Linked DNA regions of Mus musculus: regions 1, 3, 4 and 5 are each linked to region 2. Evidence: chromatin contacts called from public Micro-C and promoter capture Hi-C data. All regions are on one chromosome and are shown on one strand. The core of a region is the stretch at or near the end of the contact, and the rest is flanking DNA. Distances in the headings are between cores, read along the strand shown. Region 1 holds the start of Plekhd1os (pleckstrin homology domain containing, family D (with coiled-coil domains) member 1, opposite strand). Region 2 holds the start of Arg2 (arginase type II). Region 3 holds the start of Galnt16 (polypeptide N-acetylgalactosaminyltransferase 16). Region 4 holds the start of 2310015A10Rik (RIKEN cDNA 2310015A10 gene). Region 5 holds the start of Slc39a9 (solute carrier family 39 (zinc transporter), member 9).

Region 1 (2,739 bases), core at 54-2,553, 1.6 Mb after region 2:
GCCCTCCCCGCGGAGTTCCCTCCCGGCCAACAGCGCTCTGGAGCTTCGCCCCAGCCGCTGGCTAAGCTTCCCGCGCCCCTCCGCTCTCCGCTCCGCTCGTCGGGATACGCGCCCCGACGGCGTTCCCAGCTGCCTGCACTCGCCGTGCCCACTGCTTCCCACTGTCCTCCCTGTCCCTTCCAGTCCCACGAAGGGAGTGGGCCCGGCCAGGGCACAGTCTTCGAGATACGATGTTCACATCCAAGTCCAACTCCGTGTCGCCATCGCCGTCCCTGGAGCAGGCGGACGCGGACGCGCTGGACATCAGCACCAAAGTGCAGCTCTACGGGGTTCTGTGGAAACGGCCGTTCGGGAGATCCTCGGCCAAGTGGTCCCGGCGGTGAGTTGTGTCCCCCGCGTCCTGGGAGACCTCCCTTCCCCACCCCTCCCTACCCCGGGAGGGAGCCCCGAGCTTCAGGACCCCTCCCACTCATCTAGTCACCGCCCTGCCTCAGCCTTCCGCTGTGACCTTGACCTGCCCAGCCAGTTTCTCTCTATGCTGTCCCCCACCTGGAAGATGCGACTTTAATTGGTCGCTAGAGCTAGAATGGCCGGTAGATGCCGGGAATTCTCTGTGGAATGAACTAAGTCGCGAGTCCCAAGTGGCGAGGCTGCATGTGGGCTAGAGATTGAGGTTAGGTCGGGCCAGTCTGCAGAAGGAGAAATCCCATCCCAACCAGATTCTCCAGAGACCTCCACAGCCAATTCCATCCCTTGGCCGAGGCTTTAAGTGGGCTGGGAAATGGGCGTCTCTCTCCTCTATCCTTTCACGCATCCTCAACCTTACATGGTATTTGAGCAAGCCCGACCACTGCCACTCTGAAGTACTCGGGAGAAAGGAGAATCACAAACCTTCTCTAAGGAGTTGTGTTGGAAACTGTGCCCTGACATCACTGAAGTTAGAGTGGGAGAGAGGATATATTGGTCCTGTCCAAAGGACTGGTTGGGAGGGGGTGTTGGGCAATCCTTGCCCTATTATCAGCACGAGGCTCTCTGCCCCAACTCCAAAGGAAAGCCCAGATGCCAATAGGGCTTTCTATGGCCATGACAAGTGTTGGGAGAAGGGGCACTCCCAGACCTGGGCTTGCAGGAACCTCACAAAGCTGACTGCATGTGCACTAGGCCATTTTCTACACAGCTTTTATCATTAAGTCAACACAGATTTCCTGCAGTGTCTAGAAGACTCAGACTTCGTCCTGGTCCCTCCCTGGAGGGTATGAACATTCTTGGAAGCACAGCCCCCTCTCCCTCCCACACCTTGAGTCTGAAGGCCTCTGATGTTTTCAGGGCTGCAGATCACGTGTGTGTGGTAGTGGTTAGTTCTGATCAATTTTGATGAATAATTTAATATTCCTGTAAGACCTCAGGACAAATGGAGGTGTGGATGGGATTTCATGTTTTACAGAGCTGGTTTCATACACTTTTATTACTTCTGCCTGATTTCTCTTGGGGACTTAATGGATTACAGACCCCCTTGAGTGCCTCCCAAGTTGAGTTTTCCTCTGATGTTTTAAGTGAAGGCTCTGTGCAGAGTGAAGATTATATGAGAGACTCACAGGGCTGAACTGTCTGATGGCAGCCACTGAGGGCCAAGAACATTCTGTCTCTGCCACTTGTGTGTGTGTGTGTGTGTGTGTGTGTGTGTGTGTGTGTGTGTGTGGTGAGTGCAGAGGTAGGGGAGGGGAGGGGACGGGAGGGGTTATTGTTGACTCCCAGCAGAATATCCTGAGCACTACTGTAGGCAGCCATCTCTCTCCATTGGGTCTGACTATCCCAGGTACTCTTCTGAGTCCTCATTTAATTTAAGACTACCCTGCCAGGCATCTTCACCCGATTGCATCCGGTATGTGGTAGGTGCCAGGCTGAGTGTCCTGGCTCCCTGTATGGGGTTGGGGGCGGGTGAGCCTGGCTCCTGCATAAACAGTTAATTTGAGGCTGATAGCCCAGGGCACTTGGAGTTGGGGCCCCAAGTTTCCAACAGCAGTTCCCACAGCGGCCCAAACCAAACCAGTCAGTCTAAGTCAAAACAGTAACTGCAGGACCAAGTTAGTTCTGTGTCCTCTGAAAGAGGCTGTCACCTCTGTCTCAAGAGCTTCCTGTGCAGACTCTCTCTCCTCTGGGTCTCAGAAAACCTCCTACCTGCCAGCTCTAGGTCTTTGTTCACGGCCCCTCCTCTGGGAGGATCACCTCCCCATCCTCCATTTCCCCTTGAGTCAGTAACAGCCAGTCAGAAAGTCTGGGTACAGAGGAGTGATGCACAGCCAGCCTCCTCTTGCTGCCCAGTAGGGCCTCTGGGCTCCACTTTCCCATTTGTGAAGTGCAGTCTCTGGACCTCAGATAATTAGTGACCACAGGAAGGCTTGGGACAGAGCAGCCAATGCCCTCCACTGCAGAAGCTTGCCATTAGAGAAATCAATGCCCTAGTGGGCAGCTGAGGGGAAGAGGCCTGGAAGGGCTCCATGCTGCATAAATAACCACTGGGCAGGATGGAACTGGCTGCGGCTGGCTGACTTCTTTCAAACTCTCCTCCTCGGGTCTGTCTTAGCCGGAGCTCCCAGTACCCCACCACCTCTACCCTCACCTTTCTCAAACAGCAGTAGGAGGATGCTCTCATTGTTAGCTTACTTTCCTGTGGGCAAAGGGAGGGAAGGGACTCAAGAGTGTTCATTAAGAGTGAGGGTAAATTGGCCAAATTGACCT
Region 2 (2,700 bases), core at 38-2,537:
CTGGTGAGCCTTCCAATTCCGGATTGTAGTTCATTCCAAATATTGTCAAGTTGACAACCAGGAATAGCCACTACAGCAGGCTACAGAGTCACAGTTAAGAGTACAGTGTTAGACAATCTTGCCACTGTATGAAACACTCAATATGTCCATTTTATCATACTGTAAACTTGTGCTTACAACAAAGAATGCAGATCCTTCTATCTCCCCTAGCTTGCTGTGTCTGTGGAGGCAAGAAGCATCGGATTCCCCAGAAGCTGGGGTTAATGGCTATGCATAAAACTCTGCAAAAACCAGGTCCTCTGCAAGAGCAATGTGTGTCCGTAATTGCAGGGCCATCAGCCACTATTTACTATTAAAACCATGAAAAGCTCCTTGATATTTTTGGATTTGTTTCAGCCTCCTTTTAATTTAGAATGATCAGAATGTGTTGATATAGTTGGCCTCTAGTAACCAGTGCTCTTATTGTTCATGTAAAGAACTGAAAACAGGGGCCCAGAGAGGTAGCTGAACAGTTAAGAGCATCTGTTACTTTTGCTAAGGGCTTGGGTTTGATTCTCAGCACTCACATGGTGGCTCATAAAGGTCTGTAGTAACTCTAGTTCCAGCAAATCCTATATCCACTTCTGACTTCCCTGGGCACCATGAATGTCTGTGGTGCACAAACATATATACAGGCAAAACACTCATACACATTTAAAAAAATCTGAAAAGGAAATAAAATTTTGTTTAAAAAAATTAAAAAAAAAATCTAGAAAGTAATTGCTTGGTAAATTCTAAATTCTCCCCAAAGATCCAAGGTAGGTGAGTTTTTAAAAAGCCAGACTCAAGAGGACACTGATGGGGTAAATGTTTCTAGGATTTTAAGCTTTGAGATAGAAAGCTGCAGATGGATGCTGACTTGGTGTGGGTTAGCAGATGACCCCGGGTGCGGGCAGGCCACGGCCAGTGCCAACTCTTCAGCCGAGATAGCGCCTGGGGCGGGTACATGTGTCAAGTTCTCAAGTTCCACTGAGGTCTCCAACCTGGCAGGGACGCTGCTTCCCGGGAAACCACACAGGTGCCACTCTGATCAGCGGCTTTATGGTATCCGCCTTGGTGGCTTAGGCATCGGGGGCGGGGGGAGCGTGTCCAGGGAAAGAGAGGACAGGTCCAATGGTGACTTAACGGCAGGCGCGTCCCAGGCCCTGGAGAGCTGTAGTCCTCCGAGAAGGTGCGCCGGGGGCTGGTTGGAGGCGTGTCCGAGAGATGCTGACGTCACAGGGCGGTGCGCTCGCCTAGTGAAGCATCGAAGCTGTGGGAGGCTGCACTCACTCGAGGTCCTGAGTTGCACCGAGCCGGTTCTCCTAGGGTAATCCCCTCCCTGCCAATCATGTTCCTGAGGAGCAGCGCCTCCCGTCTCCTCCACGGGCAAATTCCTTGCGTCCTGACGAGATCCGTCCACTCTGTAGCTATAGTCGGAGCCCCTTTCTCTCGGGGACAGGTGAGAGCTGCGACCCGAGCTGACGGGACACTAAGCCTAGAGAGTTTCTTGGGGCCAGGAGGGAGGAGGGGGGAAAAAACGGGGGGAAGAGCTCGCGGGATCCCATGGCGGGTACGTGGAGCGCACGTTGGGTTTTCCTGGACCCAGATGGAGATGAGGGACTGATGGAAGGCAAGGGGGTGAGAGAGGGCACTGGGCATCGAGAGGGAGGGAAGTGGGCATCGAGAAGCGAGCATCTGCGGCCTCCAGGACGACGGAGAGTGGGCATTTCCAGCTTTGGGGTGATGACAGGAAGGAAAAGAGAGAGGATTCCATGGAGGAGCTGGAGAAGGCAAAACCGGGATCGTTGAGAAATTGTCGGAGAGGAGGTTAGAGACGGTGACCGGGGATTAAGGCAGGCTTCAGGTTCTATTCTTGCAGAAAGAGCATTAACCTGGAAAGAAATTGATGTCGGTCTCTGCAACTGCGGGAGGGACGAAGGGGCTTTGTTCTGCCTTCAATGAAAGGAACCTGCTGTCGCGGAGGGCGCACTCACTGATGGGGAAGCTAGGTGCCGCGTTCTGCCAGATACAGGTACCGGATCAAAGCTCACTGAGCCCTTTCCTGATCCGAGACTTTCCTGGTCTGGCTCTCAGTGAGGGACTCAGAAGGTTGATTTGCTTTCAAGAACAGAATCTTCCCTCCGCCCATTAAGCATTTAGTGAAACGATCAGCCTTCTACAGTAGAAGTTTTGATGCTGTGAAAGGTTTGCAGAGGAGTCTTTTAGGAGCTCCGGGTAGCAGCAGAGATTTCTGTGTCAAAGTGTTTCTGCTCCTTTCCTCACCTTCTCTTATGTCTGTGGGGTTTGTATGATTCACAGAAGAAGCTAGGAGTGGAATATGGTCCAGCTGCCATTCGAGAAGCTGGCTTGCTGAAGAGGCTCTCCAGGTTGGGTAAGTGGTTGGATTTCTGTGTTTGTTCCGGAAGGGGAAAAAACCTGTTCAGAATCTCATCTCTTCTATCCTGATCCTGTGGTAGCAGCTTGGCACCTGTAATTTGTTCCCATCTGGTATCCTTTGGATTCCTTCTGCAGATAAACATCTATCAGGGAATCTTCAGAGGAAGTCTTCTTGCAGATAGTGTTGGGGAAAGTGAAGCAGAGCAAAGTAGGTCCTGGAACAGTGTACTGCCAGTGTACTGCCAGTGCAGCTAAGGATTCTAGCTCGCTCAAGAGCTAACT
Region 3 (2,700 bases), core at 80-2,579, 1.4 Mb after region 2:
CTGGCATTTAAGATCCTCCAGTATCTAGACTTGCCCAGTCTGGCCAGTCTCAACTCACACCAGGTCTTTGCCAGTATCCAGCATGCTCTCATGAGATATTATCCTGAGGGCCTTGGCTGTCCCTGCCCTTTCCTTATTCTTCTCTTCCTTTTTGGGATTACCCTCCTATTCTCCAGATTTATCCACTTTCTCTGGGAAGCCTTCCTAAAGACCACTTTGCAAGACTATACTTTCAGGAATCATTTCTGTAGTTCGTTACTGAAGACCAGTTTGCAATAAATTATTTCTTCCTCCGCAGCATCTACTTTGGTATCTCAGAGCTCCGAGTGTGTGTCTTCCTTTGCCTGACAGGCCCTAGCCCGCCTTGTCTTCTGCCTGGAGCCTGAATTATTCACACCTGCTTCTCACCTCTCATCGACTTCAGGGCCTCCGCAGAATCAGAATCTCAATGATGTCTATCCTGTCTCTCACCACCTTATTTTGCACTTTGTCAGAAAAGTGTCAGAGGGCTCTTAGACAGGGTTCTGTCCACTAATCGAACCCTGTGGCCTGGCCTCTATGGCCTCCCTTCACTCTCACGGAACGGTGATGACGCCTCAGGACAGTTCAGGGAGCCGCGATGCCGGTGTGGATAGGAACTAAGAGAAAGCTAGGAGCCCCAGGGTAATGAAAGATGTCCAGCGATCGCATCCCTGTGCTTGCATTGGTTGTACCGCAGCGCAGCTTCACCTCGCTCTCCAGAGTGTCAAGTGCATCAGCTTCCAACTCCCCACCCCCTCGGGCCACCGAGGCGGATGGAATCCTGGGTCTCCGAGAAGGATTCCGGTGCAAAGTCAAGACTGCCTACTCGCTAGCCTTGCCCCCTCCGAAGGACTCTCTGAACACAGGTTGAACCCTGCGCCAGAGCTCAGTTCTCAGCGCTGCCGGGAACTGCAGCTAGGCGACTCGGGCCAAGGCCAGGGGTCGCGCGTCTTCGCTGGTGACTCAGGTCCGCTCGGCGGTGGGTTAGGTGTGGGTGGAGAGACAGACCAGGGCCACGCGGGGGCAGGGGACGGGCGAGAGATAGCCGAGCGTTGAGAGAGCAGAGACCAGCTCTGGTTCATCGCCATTCCACCCCGCGTCTGTCTCGCTGAGACCCGGGATGCGGGAGGAAGGCCCGCGCCACTTCCCAGCGGGCGCGCTCTTTAGCGGGTGCGCAGCGGCCCCGGCTGCCCGCGGCGTCTGGAGCACAGAGCCAGCTAGGCGCGCGAATGAATGAGCGCCCGGGGCCGCGCGCGCTCGGGGCTGAAGGGCATTAGGACCGTGAGGATCGCTCTGCGCTCCTGTCTCTTCCTATCACACCCCCCCCCCCTCCCCAACCACCACCACCACCTCTCTCTTTTTTCTGCTCTGCAGGACTGAGCAGCCCGGCGCAAGCGACAACAAACGGCTGGGGCAGCAAGCTCCCCTGCTCGGGCTCCGAGAGCACGCCGGCCTCGGGCCCCACGCGGAGCGCCCGTCCGCCCACCATGAGGAAGATCCGCGCCAATGCCATCGCCATCCTGACCGTAGCCTGGATCCTGGGCACTTTCTACTACTTATGGCAGGACAACCGAGCCCATGCAGCATCCTCCAGCGGCCGCGGCGCGCAGAGGGCCGGCGGGAGACCAGAGCAGCTCCGCGAGGACCGCACCATTCCGCTCATTGTGAGTACGCTCTGCGCACCGGGTGAGCGGCGGGCCGGGGATCCTCGGCGCGCGTCCTGCCCCCCGCTGTTAGCCGAGGTTCGCGGGGCCCGACCGGGGGCTGCGTGCCCCGAGCACCGTTCGGGCTTTGTATATATTGGAGAATTCCTGCTCGTTGTTATGGCAACCTGTGCGGGGCCCGGAGGGGCCAGGGTGCTTGGATGCAGGGAGGGTGACAGCATGTGGGGGCAGGGAGAAAGTGCTGCAAGTTTGGTGGGCCCGGCGTGCGCGCGCGACTGAGAACGTGGCGGCTTTCGCGGCCCCGCGCAACCGGGGCTGGGGACTAGGGGGCTGCGGGCGTCTCGCCATCCCCAGAAGGCGGCTGGCCCTGGAGTGCAGCGAGCGGGTGGTGGGAGCAGAGCTCAGCAAGAGCGCGTAGGTGGTGGTGCGCACCGGGTCTCCAGCCTCTGGGGTAAAAGACGCCGGGCGGCGGCGTGGGTAAGGGAAGGGTCGCTGAGCGCTGCCCTTGGCTTAGCGCCTTCACATCCAAGATCAACTTGGACCAATTTTTTCAGCTTCCACCCCTACCTTCCCCGGAGGTGTTTTCTGGCTCCCCAGGGGCGGGGAGAAGGCTTGACTCATAAGCGCTCTTTGCCTCCAACCCTAGGGTCTGCAGTTGAAGGGGACTGTGTGTTCGTTGGGCTGGGCAGTTCCCTCTCATGAGATCACCCTCCAGACATCTGAGCGAGTAGGAGAAACAAAAGCGGTGTTAGTACTCCGAGAGCTCCCGCGGAGCTGGGGCGAGGGGTTGGGGGGCGGATTAAGCTGCACAGTAGAACCTGGTGGGGGCAAGCTGAGCCTGTAGGGGGCGTCCTGTCTACACTTTCGTCTGGTCAGCTGGTGATGGCTTCGTGTGGCCAGGCCCAGCACCTGTTGAGGAAGGAGACTAGGGGACCCTTTGAGAGAACGCTAAGATGGGAACGTTCTTCCGACGGGGGCAGGTAACCTCTTGGGACACACTACTGTTGGTCAGAGA
Region 4 (2,700 bases), core at 119-2,618, 1.0 Mb after region 2:
TGGTCCTGAGCCTGCCAGCCTGATTGTCTTCCCTTTGCCCATAGCCCAAGCCATACAGAATTGCACAGAGGGGGCTCTGAGGGCCCATCTTCTCAGTCTGGTTCACACCTATGGTTTTGGTTCCTACCGCACACACCCTGACAGTTCTACTCAGAATAACTTTCAGTAAACACACAAAAGGATTCCATTACAGGGCTTAAGGAAACACCATTATACATACTCCTGTGCTGAAGGTTCAAAACACCTGTGAATAACTCCTAGGCCCCAATCCAGATTAAAACCTATTCAGTCGCTTGGTAGTCCTCTTGCAAGGACCCGTTCCTGCATGACCTACGTACCCAGTAAGACGACCAATTTCATGATGGGCCTGACACTCATGGGTCCTCAGGATTCAGAAGGGAAGGGTGCAGCCACAAAGACTGAGAGTTGCAGAAGCCCAGTGATGACAGCATGTAGGTGGGCTAGCCAGGAAGAGGCACCTTCACTGGAAACAAAGGGGGAAATCAAGAAAGCTTCTTAGTGGGGGCTGACAGAGGAAAAGAATATTCTAGAACCTGAAAACTACAAATGCTAGAACAACCCCGATGTGTAAACTAGGCAAAGAGGAGGAGCCGTGGGGTCTTCTGTCCCTCGGATGACATCAGAATGATTGAGAAACTGGAAATGAGCTGATCACATATAGCACTGGAGCAGCTAGTCCTTGACCCTGGGTTGGTACGGCCCGAGGGCATCTACTGGAATACCACCTTGTCTCGGACCCTGCCACTGGGCTGCCAGGCAACAACAGCCTGGTGATCACTCTGACCTACTTCAACCACCCATGACTTTTAAGCTCTTTGAATATAGGGCAAAAAGAACTAGGAGGCGACTGGGACAAATCCAATCACTGACCGAAGCGCTGGCCCTGCCTACTAATGGCTAACTGATGGCATTTCCAAACACCCCAGGGAACGTGCCAGGGCCTCGAGTTTTCTTCCCGTTCTTAGAAATTCCTCCCCACGCCCATGGCATTACGGTTTCCAAATCCCAGGCCCGCCGCGGGGCTCGGTGGCCGGACCCCTGGCCGCGCCCGGAGCGGCCAGGAGCTGGTTAAGGGCGCCAAGATGGCCGGCTTGTTTTGCTCGCCGAGGCATCACGCGGAGGCTGCCCTTTGCCTCCGGGGCCGCGGTCAAGGTTCCGCCGCCCTCTCTGGCAGGCTGCCCCGGCCGGCCCGAGCGAGCCTCCTCCCCTGCGCCCTGGAGCCTCGCGAACCTTCGAGACCGGGGCGCGGCAGAGCGACAGCGCGGCCAGCCCGGAGCTTCGGGGCCGCTGCTGGCCCTTCGGCATCTCGGAGCGTCTGTCGCCCGGGCGAGCAGACTGCGGCCGCCCCGCCGGTCTTCCCCAGCCGGCCTTTCACGCCGCTCAAGCAGCCGAGGTCGTTCGATGGGCGTGGCAACACTGCCCTCCACTGGCCAGTGTGCCGAATGGCACACGCGGGGCCATCCTAACTGCCCTGGACCACCGGGCACTGAGACCCTTTCTACAGGGTTCTCAAAAGCGTACACCACACTTCCCTAGGCGTCTTCCCATCTGTTGGTCGGACTCCAACTCAGAGTTTGTATTTTATGGCATTCCAGGGTGAATGTTGCTGCTGTTGGCCGCTGGTCCTGAATCTACCAGCTCAGCCCACTTACTTAGGCCAGGGTTCTATCATCCACTCCAGTATACAGTATGCAGACAGAGCACAGAGGACCCTGATGGAGCTCTCAACCATATGGCACTTAGCGGGATAATTTCACAAATCTAAGATGACACTTGAGAAAGTTTTAAATCTTAAGTGTACGGCTGTTTGCCTATATGTATTTCTATGTACCGTGTGCCTGCAGTGCACTTTGAGGCCAGAAGAGGACTTTTTAAATCCCCTGAACTGGAATTACAGATGGCTGTAAGCTTGTAAGGTTGTAAGCACGTGAGTGCTGGGAATTGAACCTGGGTTTTCTGGAAGAGTAGCCAATGACCTTTACTGCTTATCCGTCTCTCCAGCCCCTTGAAAAAGTTTTAATTCACTTATAAAATATATATGCATATATGTATATGTGTGTATATATTTTATATAGTTATTTAAATCAGGGCAGTTTTCAAGACTGGATTCCCTCCTTCTAACATGTGGATTCTGTAGATTCTAACCAAACTCAGATCATCAGGCCTGTGAATCACCTTCACCAAACTGAACCATCTCACCAGGCCCAGTTTGGAAAAGTTTCCATGTTCTTATAGAGGAAAATATTAAGGCACTGAAAGAAGACATAAATAGGGAACTACAAACAGTCCCCAGTTTATCATAATTTCACCTGTAAGGTGAAACATAAATAATATACATTCAGTAGAAACCACAGTTGAATTTTTAATTCTGGGTTTTCCCCCGGACTAGCAATAAACACAGTATTCTTCTGCGGGAAGTTCCTACAGTCGTGAGTGGGAAGCAGACAGTGGTCTATAGTGTACTGCATGGCACAGTGGTGACGTCTGGTACGTTACGGAAGCAGGTGTACTCTCCACGCTACCTGGCCTTTTCAGTTCATTGAAGGGATTGTTGGGACAGGGCTTCACTGCGAATCAAGGAGCATGTGTGATTTATACTGGGCTGTGTGGAAGCTGTCACAAAAGGCCTTTCTGTGGAAATTCTAAAGAGGGGTCTAGAAGAAGGGAGCAGGAAGGTCC
Region 5 (2,700 bases), core at 6-2,505, 1.5 Mb after region 2:
GCTACTCTTACAGAAGGCATGAGTTTGGTTCCTAGCACCCACATCCTCCGCTCACAACCGCCTGTTCTAACTCCAGACCCAGGGGATCTCATTCCCTCTTCTGGCCTCTGAGGGCTCCTGTACTCACGTGCAAGCACAGACACACAACTTAACAAATAAAACAAAAACCTTCCCTGCCGGATTTTGGGACCAGGACCCTGGAGTCTCTTTTCAGGCTCCACTCCCAGGAGAATATAAGAAAGAACAAGATCGAAGGCTGACAAAATTGGCAAAACAGGGCAACTAAGGATACTGAAAAAGGAAAAATACTTTCTTTTTTGAAGTTCGGGGGTTAGGGGGCAGGCTGAGGCAGCACACTGTAAAGCCAATCCGACCCCCTAAGGCCGACCTACGGAGAACCGTAAGGTGACGGGTGTGTCAGTTTCAGGAAACGTCTAACACGTTCCCCGGCCATTGTTCCTACAGTCGGCTAGTGCATCTGATGAGAAATGAACGGCACCCCACACCTCCCTCTTCCAGGCAGCGATCGGCAGGGAGGGCATCGTCTGCCCACCGCATACCTCGCCCCCCACCATCAGGCGGGAGGCGCGCAGCCGCAGGGAGGAGGATCAGGTCCGGGGCCTACGGGCAGGCCCCGCGGCTCAGCGCCGGGAAGGGGAAGGGTCCACCCGCGAGCCGGGGGGAAGGGGGCGGGGAGCAGCTCCCTCGCTCGCGCTAGAAGGGCAGGGGCGGGAAGGATGGGAAGATGTACCGAGCAGGGGTGGCCCTCTAAGTTGGGGACCCCGGCAACCGCTAAGGACTCACCATCGCGCCAAACGCTCTTGCTGCAGCCGCCGCTAACACCTCTGCTGCCGCACACGAGCTCAGCCGCAACGCCGCCAACAGCCAATCCCGCGAGAGCCGCCGCCGGAAGTCGTCGAAAGCGCGACGCAAAAGGAATCTTTCAGACCATAGAGAGACACACGTTTCTGGTTTCTAGAGTGGATACTGACGCTGTTTCAGCCATCTTGGTTAAGGGCGCCGGGATGGGTAAGAGACTCTTTCTCCGCTTTAGGAAGAAGAGTTCGTTTCGGGATTCTGCCTTCTGTACTCTAATTAACTGACAGGCGGCTAAAGTGATGGGGAATACAACAGCGACACCAGTCGTCTTTTTTTTAAGCCTTTCTAAAAAAATGGCGGCAATATAAGGACCTGGCCGATAGGTCGGTTGTAACCCGGAAGTGCCCTGCTAAAGAGGAGGCTGTGAGACAATCCGGAAGTGGGAGTAATGAAGAGGTGCCACTTGGCGGCCATGGCAGCTGTAGTATTGGCGACTCAGGGTCAGGGCCTGGCTGAGGGAAGTACCATGGGTAGCACCGGGTGTAGGGCAGAGACAGCATCGTGTCGACTTTGCTGTTGAATCCTCCGACCCAAGTGAGAGACTTGCAGGACATCTTGCCCGACTCTAGACTCGGAAGGTAGTTTGCTGGGACTGGTGGGCTGGTCCCTTCCCTGGGGGCGTATCACCTGCGGTGCCACCCCTAGGAACAGGTACAGCGTGCGAAGAAGACACTTGGCTTTACCCCTCTTTCCTACTGCTACCAGGGGCCTTGTCTAGGAGCGGGTCGTCGTGACACTCTCATTCCGACGATTGAGGTCTCTTTCAGCACAATTTCTCCATCTGTGACCGACCGGAATCTCAGTGGCTGGCAACCGAGTACCTAAGATTGCGCGAAGTTTTCTCTGGTGCTAGAGTCAGCAGAAGGAGCTTGCTTCTTAAGAGAGTGGCGTGCTTCGAGAACACCCCGGCTGGTGGCAAGGCTGAAAGAAGTGGGCAAATTCCCGTTTGCTTGGAAGACCACGCGTTTAAACAGCCTAAGCGCCTTTCGAAACTGCTGGAATCTTAAAGCCTGGTGGTAGAGGGTGACTACGGGAGGGCAGAATGGATGACTTTCTCTCCATTAGTCTGCTGTCTGTGGCAATGTTGGTGGGATGTTACGTGGCCGGAATCATTCCTTTGGCTGTTAATTTCTCAGAGGTAAGACGTTCTCCATTGTCTGCCAAGCGTTAGGATGATGCTAGACCTAGCTATATTTGCAAAGAAGCTGTTTCTCAGCTCTAAGGTCTCATTAAGGAAAAGATGTAACATTTCACAGTAGAAACAAAGCTTGTGTTCAACCGTATACATCTTAACCAAGAATGGTAGATAGATGATACACTGGAGAACCTGGAGTGTTCAGAATCCTCTGAAAATTATATACCCCCACGACCACCAAAAGTTGGGGCTCTGCATTTTTCAAGAGACAGGAACCACAGTTACATTTCTGATGATTCCTGGAGGTTTCAAGAAATCAAGATATCAGATAAAACCAAATGGAGACTTACTATTTCACTGAGGTGAAATCAGTATAACAATTTCTGAGAAAAATCATGAATGTTTTTGGAGAAAAGCTTAGGATGTCAGCACTACAATCAGTGTGAGAGAAAAAAGCTACAGTAGGTTGTTATTATCATTTCCTTTCAAAGAAGCCAAGGGCTGGAATGGATATTCTGAGATTATTTTCAAATCTCTTTGTTTAGAGATAAACTTTTTGCACGCCTTTAATCCCAGCTCTGGGGAGGCAGAGGCGATAGATCTCTTGAGTTTGAGGCCAAACCTAGTCTGCAATGCAGGATGCACTTTGGGTTATTTGTTAGGTTGTCATCCACTAAGCAGAGGTT

The links. Promoter capture Hi-C pulls out the DNA fragments that hold promoters and counts their contacts. A called contact is a pair of places that touch in the nucleus more often than the background predicts.
Region 1: a promoter capture Hi-C map of the C10 cell line shows a contact between it and region 2, with 4 times the contacts expected there. The contact joins the promoter of Plekhd1os here to the promoter of Arg2 in region 2. A contact is called at or near these places in 1 of 39 promoter capture datasets (the C10 cell line) and 1 of 9 other capture datasets (liver).
Region 3: a Micro-C map of embryonic stem cells shows a contact between it and region 2, with 2.4 times the contacts expected there. The contact joins the promoter of Galnt16 here to the promoter of Arg2 in region 2. A contact is called at or near these places in 1 of 39 promoter capture datasets (liver), 1 of 484 Hi-C or Micro-C datasets (embryonic stem cells) and 1 of 115 datasets of contacts at active chromatin or transcription factors (stem cell-derived neural progenitor cells).
Region 4: a contact with region 2 is called in a promoter capture Hi-C map of stem cell-derived epiblast-like cells, with 9 times the contacts expected there. The contact joins the promoter of 2310015A10Rik here to the promoter of Arg2 in region 2. A contact is called at or near these places in 4 of 39 promoter capture datasets (embryonic stem cells, hippocampal neurons, pre-B cells and 1 more).
Region 5: a contact with region 2 is called in a promoter capture Hi-C map of cranial neural crest. The contact joins the promoter of Slc39a9 here to the promoter of Arg2 in region 2. A contact is called at or near these places in 2 of 39 promoter capture datasets (cranial neural crest and hippocampal neurons) and 1 of 115 datasets of contacts at active chromatin or transcription factors (large pre-B cells).

What each region holds. Positions count from the first base shown.
Region 1 is chr12:80,692,649-80,695,387 of GRCm38.p6, forward strand. It overlaps Plekhd1os (pleckstrin homology domain containing, family D (with coiled-coil domains) member 1, opposite strand), which reads right to left and starts at 1,304. Exons shown (of 3, transcript NR_037995.1): 1 at 1,297-1,304. Plekhd1 (pleckstrin homology domain containing, family D (with coiled-coil domains) member 1) reads left to right here. Exons shown (of 13, transcript NM_001177503.1): 1 at 1-379. The coding sequence starts at 231.
Region 2 is chr12:79,129,501-79,132,200 of GRCm38.p6, forward strand. Arg2 (arginase type II) reads left to right here and starts at 1,288. Exons shown (of 8, transcript NM_009705.3): 1 at 1,288-1,480; 2 at 2,341-2,413. The coding sequence starts at 1,370.
Region 3 is chr12:80,517,661-80,520,360 of GRCm38.p6, forward strand. It overlaps Galnt16 (polypeptide N-acetylgalactosaminyltransferase 16), which reads left to right and starts at 1,330. Exons shown (of 15, transcript NM_001081421.2): 1 at 1,330-1,685. The coding sequence starts at 1,509. It overlaps Gm26777 (a long non-coding RNA gene), which reads right to left and starts at 553. Exons shown (of 5, transcript XR_381753.4): 1 at 1-553. It overlaps 2310002D06Rik (RIKEN cDNA 2310002D06 gene), which reads left to right. Exons shown (of 3, transcript NR_045490.1): 3 at 1-294.
Region 4 is chr12:80,131,476-80,134,175 of GRCm38.p6, forward strand. It overlaps 2310015A10Rik (RIKEN cDNA 2310015A10 gene), which reads right to left and starts at 1,369. Exons shown (of 3, transcript NR_033514.1): 1 at 1,252-1,369; 2 at 339-484.
Region 5 is chr12:80,642,960-80,645,659 of GRCm38.p6, forward strand. It overlaps Slc39a9 (solute carrier family 39 (zinc transporter), member 9), which reads left to right and starts at 1,256. Exons shown (of 7, transcript NM_026244.2): 1 at 1,256-2,017. The coding sequence starts at 1,922. It overlaps Erh (ERH mRNA splicing and mitosis factor), which reads right to left and starts at 1,152. Exons shown (of 4, transcript NM_007951.4): 1 at 805-1,152. The coding sequence starts at 807.